Regions from separate parts of the Sus scrofa genome. Here region 2 is linked to region 1. A link is a contact called in public HiChIP or PLAC-seq data. All regions are on one chromosome and are shown on one strand. The core of a region is the stretch at or near the end of the contact, and the rest is flanking DNA. Distances in the headings are between cores, read along the strand shown. Region 1 holds the start of XPNPEP1 (xaa-Pro aminopeptidase 1). Region 2 holds the start of SMC3 (structural maintenance of chromosomes protein 3).

What was found. HiChIP or PLAC-seq counts read pairs in DNA pulled down with a chosen protein or histone mark.
Region 2: an H3K27ac HiChIP or PLAC-seq map of skeletal muscle shows a contact between it and region 1, with 2.8 times the contacts expected there. The contact joins the promoter of SMC3 here to the promoter of XPNPEP1 in region 1. A contact is called at or near these places in 1 of 47 Hi-C or Micro-C datasets (heart right ventricle) and 1 of 2 datasets of contacts at active chromatin or transcription factors (skeletal muscle).

What each region holds. Positions count from the first base shown.
Region 1 is chr14:120,363,168-120,371,035 of Sscrofa11.1, forward strand. XPNPEP1 (xaa-Pro aminopeptidase 1) reads right to left here and starts at 4,828. Exons shown (of 21, transcript XM_003133180.6): 1 at 4,494-4,828. The coding sequence starts at 4,525.
Region 2 is chr14:120,964,638-120,972,505 of Sscrofa11.1, forward strand. It overlaps SMC3 (structural maintenance of chromosomes protein 3), which reads left to right and starts at 4,992. Exons shown (of 29, transcript XM_005671452.3): 1 at 4,992-5,153; 2 at 6,459-6,534. The coding sequence starts at 5,139.

The DNA of each region.
Region 1 (7,868 bases), core at 3,578-6,077:
TTAAAGCTTTTAAATAGTCACAAGTTCTGAATAGACATTTCTCCTAAGAAGATATACAAATGGCCAAAAATCATACGAAAAAAATTTCAGTATCATTTTTCATTAGGGAAATGCAAATCAAAACCACAATGAGATGCCACTTAACATCCAGTAGGGAAGATTATAATTAAAAAAAAAAAAAGCGGAGTTCCCGTCGTGGCGCAGTGGTTAACGAATCCGACTAGGAACCATGAGGTTGCGGGTTCGGTCCCTGCCCTTGCTCAGTGGGTTAACAATCCGGCGTTGCCGTGAGCTGTGGTGTAGGTTGCAGATGCGGCTCGGATCCCGCGTTGCTGTGGCTCTGGCGTAGGCCGGTGGCTACAGCTCCGATTCAACCCCTAGCCTGGGAACCTCCATATGCCGCGGGAGCGGCCCAAGAACCAAGAGATAGCAACAATAACAACAACAAAAAGACAAAAGACAAAAATAAATAAATAAATAAATAAATAAATAAAAAGCCATAAAATAACAAGCATGGGCAAGAATGTGGAAAAACTGGAACACTCAGACATTGCTGGTGGGGATGTAAAATGGTATAGCAGCTTTGGGAAACAGTCCAGCAGTCCTCAAAAGAATTAAATACAGAGTTAGCCAGCCTATGATCCAGCAGTTGCACTCTTAGGTGTACACCAAAGAAAACTGAAAAAATTAGGTCCACATAGAAACTCACACAAAATGTTCACAGCAGCATTATTCATAATATCCAAAAAATAGAAACAACCCAAATGTCCATCAATTGACGGATAAATAAAAGTAGACTAAACATTATTTGGCAATAAAAAGGAATAATTACTGATAGATGCTACAACATAATAAACCTAGAAGACATTTTATGCTAAGTTAAAAAAGCCAGTCTAAAAAGACGTGTATTGTATGATGCCACAGGCAGTGTCCAAAATAGACCAATCCATAGAGATAGAAAGTAGATTAGTGGTTGCCTAGAGCTGAAGTAGAGGTGGGGAAATGAGGAATGACTGAAAATATGAGAGGATTTTCTTTTGAGAAGAATTAAAATGTTCTAAAATTGATCACGGTAATGGCTGCACAACTCTGGGAATATTCTCAAAACCACTGAATTGTACTTTTTAATAAGTGAATTGTGTGGTACATGAATTATATTTCAATAAAGCTGTTATAATATTTTACAAAGTAAGAAAGCTTTTTCTTGGACAGAGATATGTCACATTCTCAACTGATTTCCCTTGATTTCATATGCACATTTACAAATGGTGAGCCAAGAAAGTCAATTTCTCTATATATTCCAATTTAACTGGTGCCAGTGACTGGCTGACACACAAGACAAGAGAGCTGGAGGGAGGTTATTCAGAAGTAGCCTTATTCACTCACTTTACAAGAGAAGAAACAAAGGTAACTTGCCACGGGCCATACACATCAGGAGCTCCAAAGCCAAGACCAAAAATCAGGTCTGACAGGTAATGCTTACAGAGAACTTGAGTTCAAGATGTCTCCGTAAGGATCTCTACCTTTCTGTAAGGATCAAAGGAGCCACAAAGCAGCTAAATATTAAAACTGTCATGCTCCTGCCATACCCTGGTCACTGCAGAGTCCAAGATCCATCCACCTTTCATTTACTTGAACAGACACATTCTCAGGCTCTCCAACAAAGCAAGGCTATTATTGAATGTTAGGACGAGAATGTACCTCAGGAACCATCCAATTCACCTCCCTCCTCTAGAAAGAAACTATTTGTTCAAGGCCTCAAAGCTATGTGGTGAGAGTTAGTTTAGAACTAGGGTCCAGGGGTCCCAACTTTCAGCTCAGTGTTCTCTTTCCCAGGCCTTCTTCAGCCTACACCTTCTCAACATCATGATGTGCTATGAGAAAGGTAAGAGGGGAGTTCCCGTCGTGACTCAGTGGTTAACAAATCCAACTAGGAACCATGAGGTTGCGGGTTCAATCCCTGGCCTTGATCAGTGGGTTAAGGTCCTGTTGTAGCTCAGTGGTTAACAAATCCGACTGGGAACCATGAGGTTGAGGGTTCGATCCCTGGCTTGCTCAGTGGGTTAAGGATCCAGTGTTGCTGTGAGCTGTGGTGTAGGTCGCAGATGCAGCTCGGATCCTGCATTGCTGTGGCTCTGGCGTAGGCCGGTGGCTACAGCTCCGATTTGACCCCTAGCCTGGGAACCTCCATATGCCGCAGGAGTGGCCCAAGAAATGGCAAAAAAACAAAAAGACAAAAAAAAAAAAAGAAAAAAGACAAAGAAAGATAAGAGGAAAGAAGCATGCAGAGAACTTTTTTTTTTTTTGCTTGCTTGCTTGCTTTTTAGGGTCACAACCGTGGCACATGGAAGTTCCCAGGCTAGGAGTCAAATCGGAGCTACTGCTGCCAGCCTACACCACAGCCACAGTAACATGCGATAGGAGCCACGTCTGCAACCTACACCACAGCTCATGGCAATGCCAGATCCTTAACCTACTGAGCAAGTACAGGGTCGAACCAGCATCCCCATGGACACCAGTAAGATTCACTTCCACTCTGTCACAACGGGAACTTGCTGAGAATTTCTTTTTATAAGATGGCTATAGCACATTTCTCTCCCTCTTTTTAAAGAAATCCCAGCAGGGTTGTTACCCTCTGCCTTCCCCCAGCCCATGATGAGAATCATACATGTATATCCCTCAGGATGGAGCAAAACAAGGACCAAGATGCTCAATCGAGCCCTGTGAGGTGAGGCAAGGGCAGAATGGAGGAAGTTCTAGGGTGAAAAAGGAGGCAATGTTATTTTGCCTACCCAGAATCCAACCCTCCTCCTTTTGATCAGAGCACCTTGGTTTTTCCTTCTGAGAGTGTCTCTTCTCCATTTTTAGTCCACAGAGTTAGTTGAAATGAACCTCGCACACTCACACATCAAGTTCTGGATCCCAGGCCTGCTCAAGCCATCCCTCCAACCACAATTACCGGTTCAGGGATGGACATAAGGAACAAAGCAGTCCAGTGAGGATCACATCTGGAATTTCTGCTCCAACCATTAGGTAAAAGGGCCCTGTTTTTGCTGGGACTGTCAGACTAGATCTGTTAAAGGAGAAAATCTGCCTGAGAATGAAGCCAACAGTGAAGAAATCAGAGCCAAGAGGTACCAGAGAGAAGCCAAGTCTGATGCCAGTGCTGGTTTCCTAGATGCCCCTGCACTAGAAGCCGGCTCAACCCCTTACCTAAGTCCATCTAAGGTCAGATTCCATCACCTAAACTGAGTCATATTTACATTGAATGGCACTCAAATTCTGCCAGGAGGGGAGGTACCTGGGGCAAATAGCCTCCCATCTCTCAGCCTTTCAGTGGCCTCTTGTGTGAGGTAAGGAGACTCTATCAGCAAATGCTGAAAGACCCTTGTGCCCCTAAAATGTTGGGATTCCGTGAGCCCATCAAAGACCAACTAGGTCCTCAAAGGCTACTTCTCAGCCTAGGCCCTAACTCATTATCCACTTGTGGTACCCCATTTCCAGCAGCCCTATTCCCATGCAGGTTAGCCGCACCTCAAACACCCTTCCACAGGGCTGGGCAGGTTCTCTACTCATCCCTAACACGCTCTGCGGAAGCCAAGGCCAGGTCAAGTTTGGCCTGAGATCTGTCAGCTCACAAACACAAGCACAAGCCACGGCCTGTGTTCAGCAAGTGAGCCGGGCCATGCTGCCAAGTTTCAACTGGTCAGAGGATGGCTGACCCCATGTAGATTGCCAGGGAATTTGGTTTCTGGCCATTGGGAATTCTCAACATATCTCTCAGTTTGTTAGCTGCTCTGATAAGTACACCTTGATTGTAGGGGAAGACTAGGCTGAAACCTATTCAATGTGAGACCAGCGGATTATCCTTCTCACCTCCCTGCATCCAGGGAGTACCCAGGGCAGGTTACTGGTAGGATGATATCAAAGTATTCCCTTACACGACCTCTGAAACCACTTGGGTAGGGAAGGGCCCGTGGTGGCCTATCCTTGTAGTGGTGACAGATCAGCAAGTCGAACTGCAGGTGTCACATTGTCACGGTTGTACTTTGAAGATTAGATTCTCAGGATAGAGGGGCGAGGGCGAGGTCGAGGGCTCGCCCACCTCCCCGGCCCCGGGAGAAGCCAGAAGGGGTCAATTTCCTCCTATAGCGGGGCCTTCTAGCCTAGCCGAGGAAGGGGCGGCGATGGCCACAGCTCCCTCCGGCCGAGCGCTGCACCTCCGCACACACTCTCGTGCGAGGACGCGGTTCGGGCTGCCCAGGGCTGCCAGAGGCCCCACCGGAAACGAACCGGAACTTGCCCGGCTGCAAGGCTCCCTCCCCTTGCCTTGGCTCGAGGGGCTCCGGCCATCCCTGGCCGGCGCCCGACTGCAGTGGGCTGCCTGCAGCGCCTCACCCGCTTGTCCCTGCCCTGCGGAGTGCAACAGGCGCGCCCGGGCCCCGGGGGCCGCGCGATGCCCGGACGCCGGCTCCCCGGCACATTCCCCTCACCTTACTCGCGGTGCCTTTCTGGAGGCTGCCATTCGGCGGTGACGTGCCCAGGCTCACGTCAGAGGAGCGCAGACCAGCTGATCACCGGTGGGCCTGCGGAAGGAAAGGAGGGGGGCGCGCGCGCCGAGCCGGCCACGCCCCCCTCTGTGGCGTGCGCCGGCGCCGCGGCCCCGCCCACCTTCAGGCCCCGCCCGCCGCTGGGGACGTATCTGCATTCCCACCGCAACCCGCATGGCTTCTTTCCCTTCGGCGAGTTAGGGGATGGAAGCCGTGCAGCGTCGGGTTATTGCTGTTCATTTTTCTCGCCATTCCCCAAAGAGGTAAAAGAAGGGCTCTGTCTGCTGAAGGGATTAAGGCGCGATGAAATTCCCTTCAGGGATTTTCCAGCCTTTAGGAGGAGGACGTGATCAGTTATGGAAGTAGTACCTCAGCGCGGTCTCACTTCCTGAGGCGTTAGCATTTCTCCTAAATCACTCATACAGGCAAAATCCAGCTGCTCACAACACTTGGATAGCTAATAGGCACCTCAAACTTGACATGTATGAATGGCGCTGGTGCCCACCCCCACCCCCCACAACCAACGCACCAAAACAAAGCAAAACCTTGCTCTACCAAGCAATCAGCGACTAGATCTTGGAGTCATCCCTGCCTCCTCTTTCACACTCCACATCCTGTCTTAGAAAATCGTTTTGGCCGCGTCTTCAAGACTGATCTAACCACTTCTCACTACCTGTCCCCCTTGTCCCACCTCTAGGTCTGCATCGCTACTGCCTTGCCCTTGTGATTGATTCCACTGACTTCCCTAATGCCTTGGGCACCCACAAGGTCTAGCCTAAACACAGCAGCCAGGTCAATTCTTTGAAGTCTGAAATCATGCCCCTGATCTACTTAGCACTTTCTGATGGTTCCTCATTTCACTCAGGCTAAAAGCTCTGCTTGCTTTGCCCCTAACCATTTCCTTCTGTTTCCACACTGTTCACTCTGTCGCAATGAACCTGATCTCCTTGCTATCCTTGATAAAGCCAGGCATCCTTATGCCCCAGGGCCTTTGGACTTGTTCTTCCCCAAATACCCAAGCTCCCTTCCTTACCTTTTCCTCACTTTGCCTTCAAATCTTTGCTCAAGTATTACCTTTTCAATGGACCCACCCTGATCACCCTATTTAAATCTGTAAACAGCCCCCAAGGTGGCTAATCCTCTTACACTGCTGTTTTTTTCAATAGCACTTATTACCTTTTAACATGATAAAGAATGTATTTATGTGTGTTGTATTCTGCCCCCCACCTTACACACACACACACACGTGCACATGTGCCATTGTCATTAGTATAGTATAGTAATATAAACTGTGTTTTTTAATGATGAGCAAAACCTGACCTGTAGTAAGTGCTCATTACATATTTTTTTGCATGAGTGAATGTTCTCAGAATGTGCAGTACTTAAGGGTAGGAACGCTGGCTCTCTTGTTCATTTTTATGACCCTGGTGCTTAGAGCAGCATCTGGCACTGAGTCAGCGCTTCAGATATATTTGCTAAATGACAGTGACCATCTTTTTAAAGCCATCTACTCGTCTTGCTTTGACCTTGGGGAAGGCCTTATACACCTGTATCAAGTAGGTTCTGCTTCCTGCAAGAGCTTGGAGTTCTAGTTGTTATTCAATAAGCATTTAGACAAACTAAATTGGGCCTGTAGAAAAAGTATGAAAGAACTAAAAGATGTGGCACCTTGGAAAGTAGCAGATGTCTGTTCTATTTCCCCGACTTTATGGAGTCAGAAAAAAAAAAAAAAAAAGATTGTAAATAAAATGACTGGTTCCAGCCCACATCTGAAAAATGGTGGGAAAGATCAAGTTATGAGAGAAAAAAAAGATGTCAGAGAGACAGATAAGTGGGACCTAGAAGGAACAGGTATTTCGTAATCACATCGCCTAGGAGGAGTCTGCTCAGGATTGATCACATCTGGCTTTAGCGGAGAGAGAGAAATACTTTGTGTTCCCTGAACCGGATTTGAATTTCTATTTGCAGGATAGCAAATCACCCTCCCCTTCTTGAATTTCTCTCAGGAAAACCACGGGGAGAAATTGTTGAGCTGAATTATCACCAGAGGGTGAAAACGCTCGGTTTCTTTCAGGCTCTTCTCCTGGCTCCCCAGTCCTACATGTTTGAAAAGGCGGAACAGTCACACTAACATTTACTGAGAGCTATGTGCCTAGCCCACAACATCCTAATGAGTAAAGGACTGCAATCCTCATTTTACTGGTTGAGGAGACAGATTTGCAGATTGTCACTTGCCCAAAGTCCAAAAGATAGTGGTTGGAATGTAGTATACATTCAAGCATCAGGTGGATTCCTAGCTCCCAAACACTTAATCACTAAGTTATGAGGAAAGAACCCTAGAGGTCACTCATCCAACCTTCTGGTCCACACAGTGGAAGGAAGGAGGCAACTGGATTCAATAATTTATCATTCAAATTCAGACTGGTTGGGGTTTTTAATTTTTTAAATTATGGTTGCTTTACAATGTTGTGTCAATTTCTGCTGTACCGCAAAGTGACTCAGTCATATATATACATTCTTTTCACATATTATCTTCCATCATGTTCTATCACAGGAGACTGGATACAGTTTTCTGTGCTACACAGCAGGATCTAGTTGCTTATCCATCCTAAATGTAATAGTTTGCATCTACTAACTCCAAACTCTCCCAGTCCATCCCACTCCTTCCGCCTCCCCTTTGGCAACCACAAGTCTTTTCTCCATGTCTATGAGTCTGTTTCTGTTCTGTAGATAGGTTGATTTGTGCCACATTTTATTTTTATTTTTTTAAAGACACAGTGCAAATGGCTTTTACCTTTATTGATTGATTGATTGATTTCTGCTTTTTTAGGGCCTTACATGTGGCATATGGATGTTCCCAGGCTAGGGGGTAGAATCAGAGCTCCAACTGTCAGCCTACATCACAGCTCATGGCAATACCAAGTAAGGCTGGAGATAGAACCCACACTCTCATGGATACTAGGGATACTAGTTGAGTTCGTTTCTGCTGCTCCACAACTGGAACTCCTATGCCACATTTTAGAACCCACATATAAATGATATCATATAGTATTTGTCTTTCTCTTTCTGTCTTAATTCACTTAGCATGAGAATCTCTATTTGCATCCATGTTGCTGCAAATAGCATTATTTTGTTCTTTTTATGGCTGAGTAGTATTCCATTATGTATATGTACCACATTTTTTAATCCATCCATATGTCAATGGACATTCAGGTTGTTTCCATGCAGACCTTTTTTTTTTTCTTTTTAGGGCTGCATTTGTGGCATATGGATGTTCCCAGGCTAGGGGTCCAACCAGAGCTACAGCTGCCCGCCCAT
Region 2 (7,868 bases), core at 3,742-6,241, 600 kb after region 1:
GCATTTAATTTACCAGTTAGGTCCTTGGAAAAACCAGATTGATCTTGACAGTAGACAAACAGCACTTAAGCAAGAGGAAACAGCTGCAGGGCTGGATGTAGAATCTTTACTAGAAGAGATAAACACAGATTGATGCTTATTATTCAAGTATTATCCAGCAATTTTTTTTTTTCTTTTTTGGGCCACCCTATGGCATAGGGAGGTTCCCAGGCTAGGGGTCAAATCAGAGTTACGGCTGTTGGGGACATGGCTTGGATTGTCAGTGTTGGAAAATGAGACACATGAACACAGGGAGATCTCGACAAGGTTCTTTACTTCTGCAGAAGGGCACAGGGACTCAAAAAGCACGGGCGCAGAGAAGAAAAGACCCTCTCTATTTCTCCCTAACACAGGTAATATACCTGTCCCCTTCCCATTGGTCAGGTCAGGGTGCACATTCTTCTTGGTTGGCTAATTTGAAACAGTTACTGGGAGAAGAGTGAAAGAAGAGGGGGGTTGGTCACAGGAGAGTGTTTCAGCTGAAACCAGAGCAAAATGGAGTAACCAAGATTTCCTTTGAGGAGTTCCCATCGTGGCACAGTGGTCAACGAATCTGACTAGGAACCATGAGGTTGTGGGTTCGATCCCTGGCCTTGCTCAGTGGGTTAAGGATCCAGCGTTGCCATAAGCTGTGGTGTAGGTCGAAGATGCGGTTCGGATCCCACATTGCTGTGGCTGGCAGCTACAGCTCCGATTAGACCCCTAGCCTGGGAACCTCCATATGCCACGGGAATGGCTCAAGAAATGGCAAAAAGACAAAAAAAAAAAAAAAAGATTTCCTTTGATAGAAAAGACATTATGTTACTTTCCACACAGCTGCCAGCCTGTACACCACAGCCACAACAAGGCAGATCCAAGCAGCGTCTGCAACCTACACCATAGCTCACAGCGACGCCAGATTCTTAACCCACTGATCGAGGCCAGGGATTGAGCCAGCATCCTCATGGATACTAGTTAGGTTTGTTACTGCTGAGCCACAGCAGGAACTAAAATGCATTCTTTTTAGTCTTCATCTGGAAGGAGAGCATTTGCACTCAGCAATTCACATTCAAGGTCTTAGCTTAGGGCCACAGTTACCTCTGTCAAATTATCACCTGGAGTACTTAATCCTCTCATCGTTTTTCCCAGGGACTTGCTGGATACAAGTTTGGTTATTAACTATGAACAAAAATAGCTAACATTATCTCTTGTGCATGTTGTTTTACATAAACCATCTCAGTTTATATGCTTAGAAGTCTTAGTAGGTAACAATATTACCCCCAATTTATGGATGAGGAAACAGGGGCTCCAAGAGGTTAATCTTTCCCATGTCTCATTAGCAACTGGAAGAGCTGGGATACAACAAGGGACTCCTGAAGTCCAACACAGCCTACTCACACATGACTCTGTTGAAGCAGTCCTGGTCTCTGCTGCCTGATAGGGCAGAAAGTGCTCCCACTTTAATTGCAGGAAAACAAAGTTCACGTAATAAAATGATGTGTCCCCAGGTTATGGAATTTGTAGGATGAGGTCAACATAAGACCTCTGAGTTTCCAGTCCAGGGTGGAATAAGCACCCTTGCTCCTCACAACTTCATCATAATGAGGAAAGTTCAAGGGAGATCATACTCGTAGCACCTTGAAGCTGGTGAAGAGCTAGCCATACAAATATAAGCAATTATGCTTATTATATGTGTATGTTTAAAGATTAAAGAGATTCCAGGAGGGAGTTCCCATCGTGGCTCGGTGGTTAACAAATCCAACTAAGAACCATGAGGTTGCGGGTTTGATCTCTGGCCTTGCTCAGTGGGTTAAGGATCTGGCATTGCCATGAGCTGTGGCATAGGTTGCAGACTCGGCTCGGATCCCGAGTTGCTGTGGCTCTGGCGTAGGCCAGTGGCTACAGCTCTGATTAGACCCCTAGCCCGGGAACCTCCATATGCCACAGGAGCGGCTCAAGAAAAGGCAAAAAGACAAAAAAAAGAAAAGAGATTCCAAGAGTTCCCATTGTGGCTCAGGGGTAACGAACCCAACGTGTATCCATGAGGACACAGGTTTGGTCCCTGGTCTCACTCAGTGGGTTAAGGATCCAGCATTGCCGTGAGCTGTGGTGTAGGTCACAGACACAACTTGGATCTGCATTGGTGTGGCTGTGGTGTAGGCCAGCAGCTGCAGCTCCGATTCAACCCCTAGCCTGGGAACTTCCATATGCCACGGGTGTGGCCCTGAAAAAAGCAAAAAAATTAAATACGTAAATAAATAAAGAGATTCCACTTGTTAACTTAAAAAAATGCACAACATGAAAGTTGAAAGTTAAGCTTTATTTGGGGTACAATTGGGACTTAAGCTGGGGAGACAGCATCTCAGGTACCACTGAGAAACCAATCCATGGAGGCTAGGGAGTAAGCTAGGATATATGAGTTTTCACAATAAAGGGAAGGTAGTAGGAACAAAAGATTTACGGGTAACCAGATTTACAGAAAAAGATTTACAGAAAACCAGTTTCCATGGGAAGATATAAAGGTCTGGGCTTGCTGGAATCACTCCTTTGATATGCACCTCAGCTACAGGCCAGTCTTCTTTGTTTCTTTCCCGAGTTCCCTCAGGGCTCACTGGCCCACCCTTGGGAGTGACTGTTCTCACAGACGACCATGACATCTTTTGTCCACTAACTACAGCCTAGGAGGCAATATTTCAGAGCCATCTGGACGAGGAAAGGGGGACTATCACTATATAAAGTCATAACGGTGAAAGGGGGAGGCGCAGAAGTTTGCTGCTGGTCTCGTGAAGGTGACCACTAGTCACAGACATCAGTCATCATGGAAGGATTTTAGTGTTTTCTAGATATTAGGACATGCAAGAATTAGGCTCTAAAATCTTCTAAAAATATCTGATTATCAAAGACCTTTTCTTCGGGTTTTCCCAGAGCTCAGTGCCTCACTCCTGGTCTCCACTCAGGGGTTGCTGTGGGTCGGCAGCTGCAGTGCCTCATGTAAAGGCTGATGGCAAGTGCCAAACCTATGTTCACACATTTTTAAAGAGACTTTACGGTTAGTACCTTTCCCCTCCCCACCCCCAAATGTGTATTGAGGAGCATGTTGAATCAATCCAAGGCGGGGTGGAGGGAAAAAAGTAAAAATATTGAAGGAGGTGATGCTATGTGTTAATGAGATGTTCTGAGATTAAAAAACAAAAAAAAAACAACAAAAAAAAAACCCAAAAAACTACAGTACTCATTTGTTTGACTATGAGCAAGTAGGCATTGTGTAGTTTTCTGGTTTATGGTGTCAGTTTCATTTGGGAATGTCCCTTTGCCCCCAGATAGTGCATCACTTGGAGGAACTATTTCTCCCTGTGAAAGGACATCCACCTATTCTGTTAAATGCTTCCCACAAGAGAAGGATGCTGCCATGGTGATAGGAAGTGGGTGGGATGGGTTCCTGAAGACCCTAAATATCCCTGGGCATAAAGGAGCCAAGGCACTGAGATAAATACTTTGCTTTCCTGAACTTGATTGTACCCCCATGCCACAAAAGGAACTCAAGCAGCTGCAGTGACAATACCTGATCCTTAACCTGCTGTGCTGTAAGAGAACTCCTGAAACTTTTCATTAAATAATTACTGAGTACTTTCTAGGAATGAGTTACTAAAGAAACAGCAGAAACGAGATAAACCCTTTCTCTCTTGGATTTATATTGTAGTAGAGACAGAATAAATAATACAAGAATGTTAATTCTCAAATCACCTTTTATATTTTATTTTTATATATTAGTTTTCCACTAATCTTTATTTTTTTCTGCCTGTATAAGTTATATAAACCAATTGGATAAGATTCATTTAGTATGTCTAAATAAGTAAAACTCTCATCACTGTAAAGAACATCATAAATGTTTGGTCACCATGCTTTCATCTATATACCTCTATAATTTAGGTAAATAGAATAGCCTTATGCATTGTTTCTGCAATTCTAAACATGAAAATGGTTTTATCCTCATTTTATAGGTTAGTAAAGAAGACTTAAAACTTCAATATCAATGTGTCTATGATCCCAGAGTTAGAAATCAACAGTATAGAGATGCTAATCCAGTAAATAGGGCTGGAACTGCCCAAGGGCAGTGGGAGGGGTGGTGAGGAGGGACCAACTTGGTTGGCAAGTAACTTCACAGTGGCCCAATTTCTAATCAAATGGTTTTTTCCCTAGGATTGATATACATCAGCTACACCAACGGTTGCCACTGGCGCCTCTTAGCTTTCAGACTGTTAAAAAAAAAAAGCGGGGTTGGGGGGAACTTTTAATCTTATCTAAATCTTGTTGCTGCAGTTGTCCAATCTGCCTAGATTTATAGCAAATAAAGCAGTAACAGCTCCGGAGGTATTAACCATGACATTATTACAACTAATTTTCCAGCGCCAAGTTTACATGGGGCTGTCCTGCGAGTGGACAGTCTAGAGCCATTGAGAGCCGTTCTAAATTTATAAAAGTCCCCGAGTAAGAGAGAATAATGGAACAGCCGGAATTCAGCTCGCCGAACACCGTCCCGCCCCCGATCCTGCATTCAGCAGGTTTGGGGGAATGGCACGACCCGCGCGCGGCGTTGGTTGGGGGGGGACGGGAGTGGTGTCGTCCCATTTTTATACAGTCGGAGACCACGTGACCTCCGCCCCGCACCGCTACTGGCCCTCCGCCTCTAGCTCTCGGCTTTGGCGCCGAACCTTTCCCCCCTTCTGGCCGCAACCATTATCTCTGAGCTCGGAGGAAATACGGGCCAACCACACGATCGAGGCTTTTCTGAATGAAACTTCCGACAATTTCTCCAGAAAAGTTCAGCTAAAAATTGAGGGATCAAGTGAAATACACCTGAAGACATCGTAGAAGGTTCCTTTTGCCAAAAAGAAAGAACGGACCTAACCCTGATTCCCCCTACGCTCCGTGGGGGTCGCGAGGGTGGTTCCGTCCGAGGCGCGGACTCCGCCTCCGCGGGCGCCGCCATTTTGTTTGGCTGGAGGGGAGCGAGCGGCGCTCTGGGGGGAGGGGTCTCCTAGGCTCCTCACCAGACCCCGCGCCCTCGCTGTTGCTTTTTGCGGCGGAGGCCGTCTCCCCGGCTAGGAGCGCCCGGAACCATGTACATAAAGCAGGTGAGGTCTATGTGTCCCTCCTTTCCCCTGCCACGGGCTCGTGAGGACCGCTCTTTGAGGCGAGGATGTCGCGGCCTTTCACATCTCCCCGCAGGGTGGACGCGGGGCTGGACAGGGAGTGTGGGGGAGGGGAGAGGGCCGACCCACTAGCGCAGGGCCGCGGAGAAGTGGGGCTCCTCCCTGCAGCCCCGGCGGCCCTGCAGGGCGCTCGCCTGAGGGGGGCGGGCTCGGGGAGAGGGGTGGAGGGGCTGGCGGGGCTGTCTTGTTGGAGGCACTAGGTCTTCCCGGGTGGGCCGGGGCGGGAGAGGCCCGGGACGGGAAGAGGCTTCGTCCTGCTGCCCTGGGCAGCTCCGCGAGGGCGTTTAGTGTGTGGTGGTGGTGGTGGTGGTGGGGTCTCCCCAGTCCGGGGGCGCCTCTGGGGGTGTCAGCCTAACTGGGGGTTTGCTCCTCCCCGACTTAGCCAAGGAGTGAGAAGGCTCCTCCTTCCTGCACGGTGCGTAGTGCCTCCTCATTCCGTTGTTTACTTCTGTCAAAATGGTCTTCCCGCGCTGGAGTCCACCGCAAAGATGGACCCATTCACGCTCTGCGAGAAGTTTCTCTTGTCGGATGTGTTGGCCTCAGAGCAGCGGTTCCACGAAAGGGATGCTCATTCTGGCTGGGCCGGAGTGTGGCTGGCAGGGACGCCCAGAAAAGCTGGGGCCGGTCTGCAAGTTTGATGTGCTTTTACTACAGCCTTGTAATGCTTAGTGTTCCTACGGACCTTGGGCTTGATTTTGAGAATTTCCTAACAGGTTATTAATTATCGCTCCTAAAAAAGCAACATTGGCAGTGGTTACTGATTTTTTTTTTAAATCACCGTTTTTCCAAAATGAGTTTTTCTTCTCTGAAATGGAAACTTTATTATCTTGCATTAAATGAGAAACCAGGACGGAAAGGTGTGCAAAAAGGTGTTAGTTTAGAGATTATTCCTGGAGTTCCCGTGGTGACTCAGTGGTTAACTAATCCGACTAGGAACCATGAGGTTGCGGTTCGATCCCTGGCCTTGCTTAGTGGCTTAAGAATCTGGCGTCGCCGTGAGCTGTGAGCTGTGGTGTAGGTTGCAGACGCGGCACGGATCCTGCGTTGCTGTGGCTCTGGCTTGGGCCGGCAGCTACAGCTCCGATTCAACCCCTACCTAGCCTGGGAACCTCCATATGCCACGGGAGCAGCCCTAGGAATGGCAAAAAGACAATAAATAAATAAATAAATAAATAGAAGTTATTCCTTTTGGGGTGTGTTTTGATAAATCCCTTTTTTATTTATCAGGTTATTATCCAGGGATTTCGAAGTTACAGAGATCAAACAATTGTAGACCCCTTCAGTTCAAAACATAATGTTATTGGTAAGTGTTCATGGTTTTACTCGATCAGATTTCAATCTATACAGACATTTAAATTCTGTCTCTATTAGGCTACAGACGACCTGTCTTTGAATATTATGTACACTTATATGTATTTTTTCTCTGTGAAATTACTTTTCTGTCTTTGATTTGCACTGATGAAGTTGCTTTCTTTATACATTTAAAATATTGGATAAGGCAATCATAAATTGCTCATTTTTATTCGGTAGTCATGTTGTGTATTTGTGTGGGAAGATCATAAACTTTGGATCATAACAGAATGGGATTCAAATCCCAATGCTGCCATGTATTCCTCAAACTTCACTCCCTGAGGTGCTTCAGTTTTCTCATTTGTACAGTGGAGATAATGATACACATTTTGTAGGGCTGTTGGGAAAATTAAATGAGAAAGCAGTTGTGTGAGGATAAGTTAATCATGATTGCCTTGCAACGTAATATCTAATCCATAAATTCTTTGGATGATAATGTTCCATTTGGCTGATACAGACAGCAAAAATGTTTTGAAATGAGTGCTTGTAGGCCCCAGAAAAGCATAGAATGTGCTGTTGACAAAGACTTATGCTATGCAGTGTCCTCCTTAAAGAGTATGTTGGTATATTTGTCTGCTTAGTTTACCATAACAAAATATCAGAGACTAGGTGGCTTAAACCACAGGGATTAATTTTTTTACTTTTCTGGAGGCCCTACCCCTCACGCTAATAGGACCTTCTTTGAGCCTCTCCCTCTCATCCCCCCAAAAAGGCCCCATCCTCTTAACCTCACATTTACCTCCCAAAGGCCCCCATCTCCAAAAAGCTTCACATAGGGAGTTAGGGATGCAACATATGAATTTGAGGGGGCGACACAATTCAGTCCATAGCATGGGGTGAGATGAGATTGGTATAGAAATCAATAAAGGGTGAACAGTTAATGCTGATGTTCTCAGAAAAACTTTGAGAATCATACTTTATTTTGAATTAAGTAAATAAATAATAAAAGTTTAAAATTGACGGCAGAGAAGAAACCTGCTCTGGATGTGTCAGTTGCAACCTTGTATTTGGAAATAAAGAAAATATGCTTTTCTCCCTGTCTTACCTACTGAAGAATCATTCATAAATTGGTGTCCCATAAGGGTGGCATGATTGTATTAGAGTTTTACATTTTGACTAAAAGTGCCTTCTAATTATCATCAATCAGAAAATCTTTAGATTTGGAGAAAAATGAGTAATTACTAGACTTATTTCCTTAAATGTATACAGTTGTCCCTTGGTATTGGGATGCTGAATCCCTTGTATAAAACTTTTTAAAAAATCTTAAGTCTCTTTGCATGTACTCTG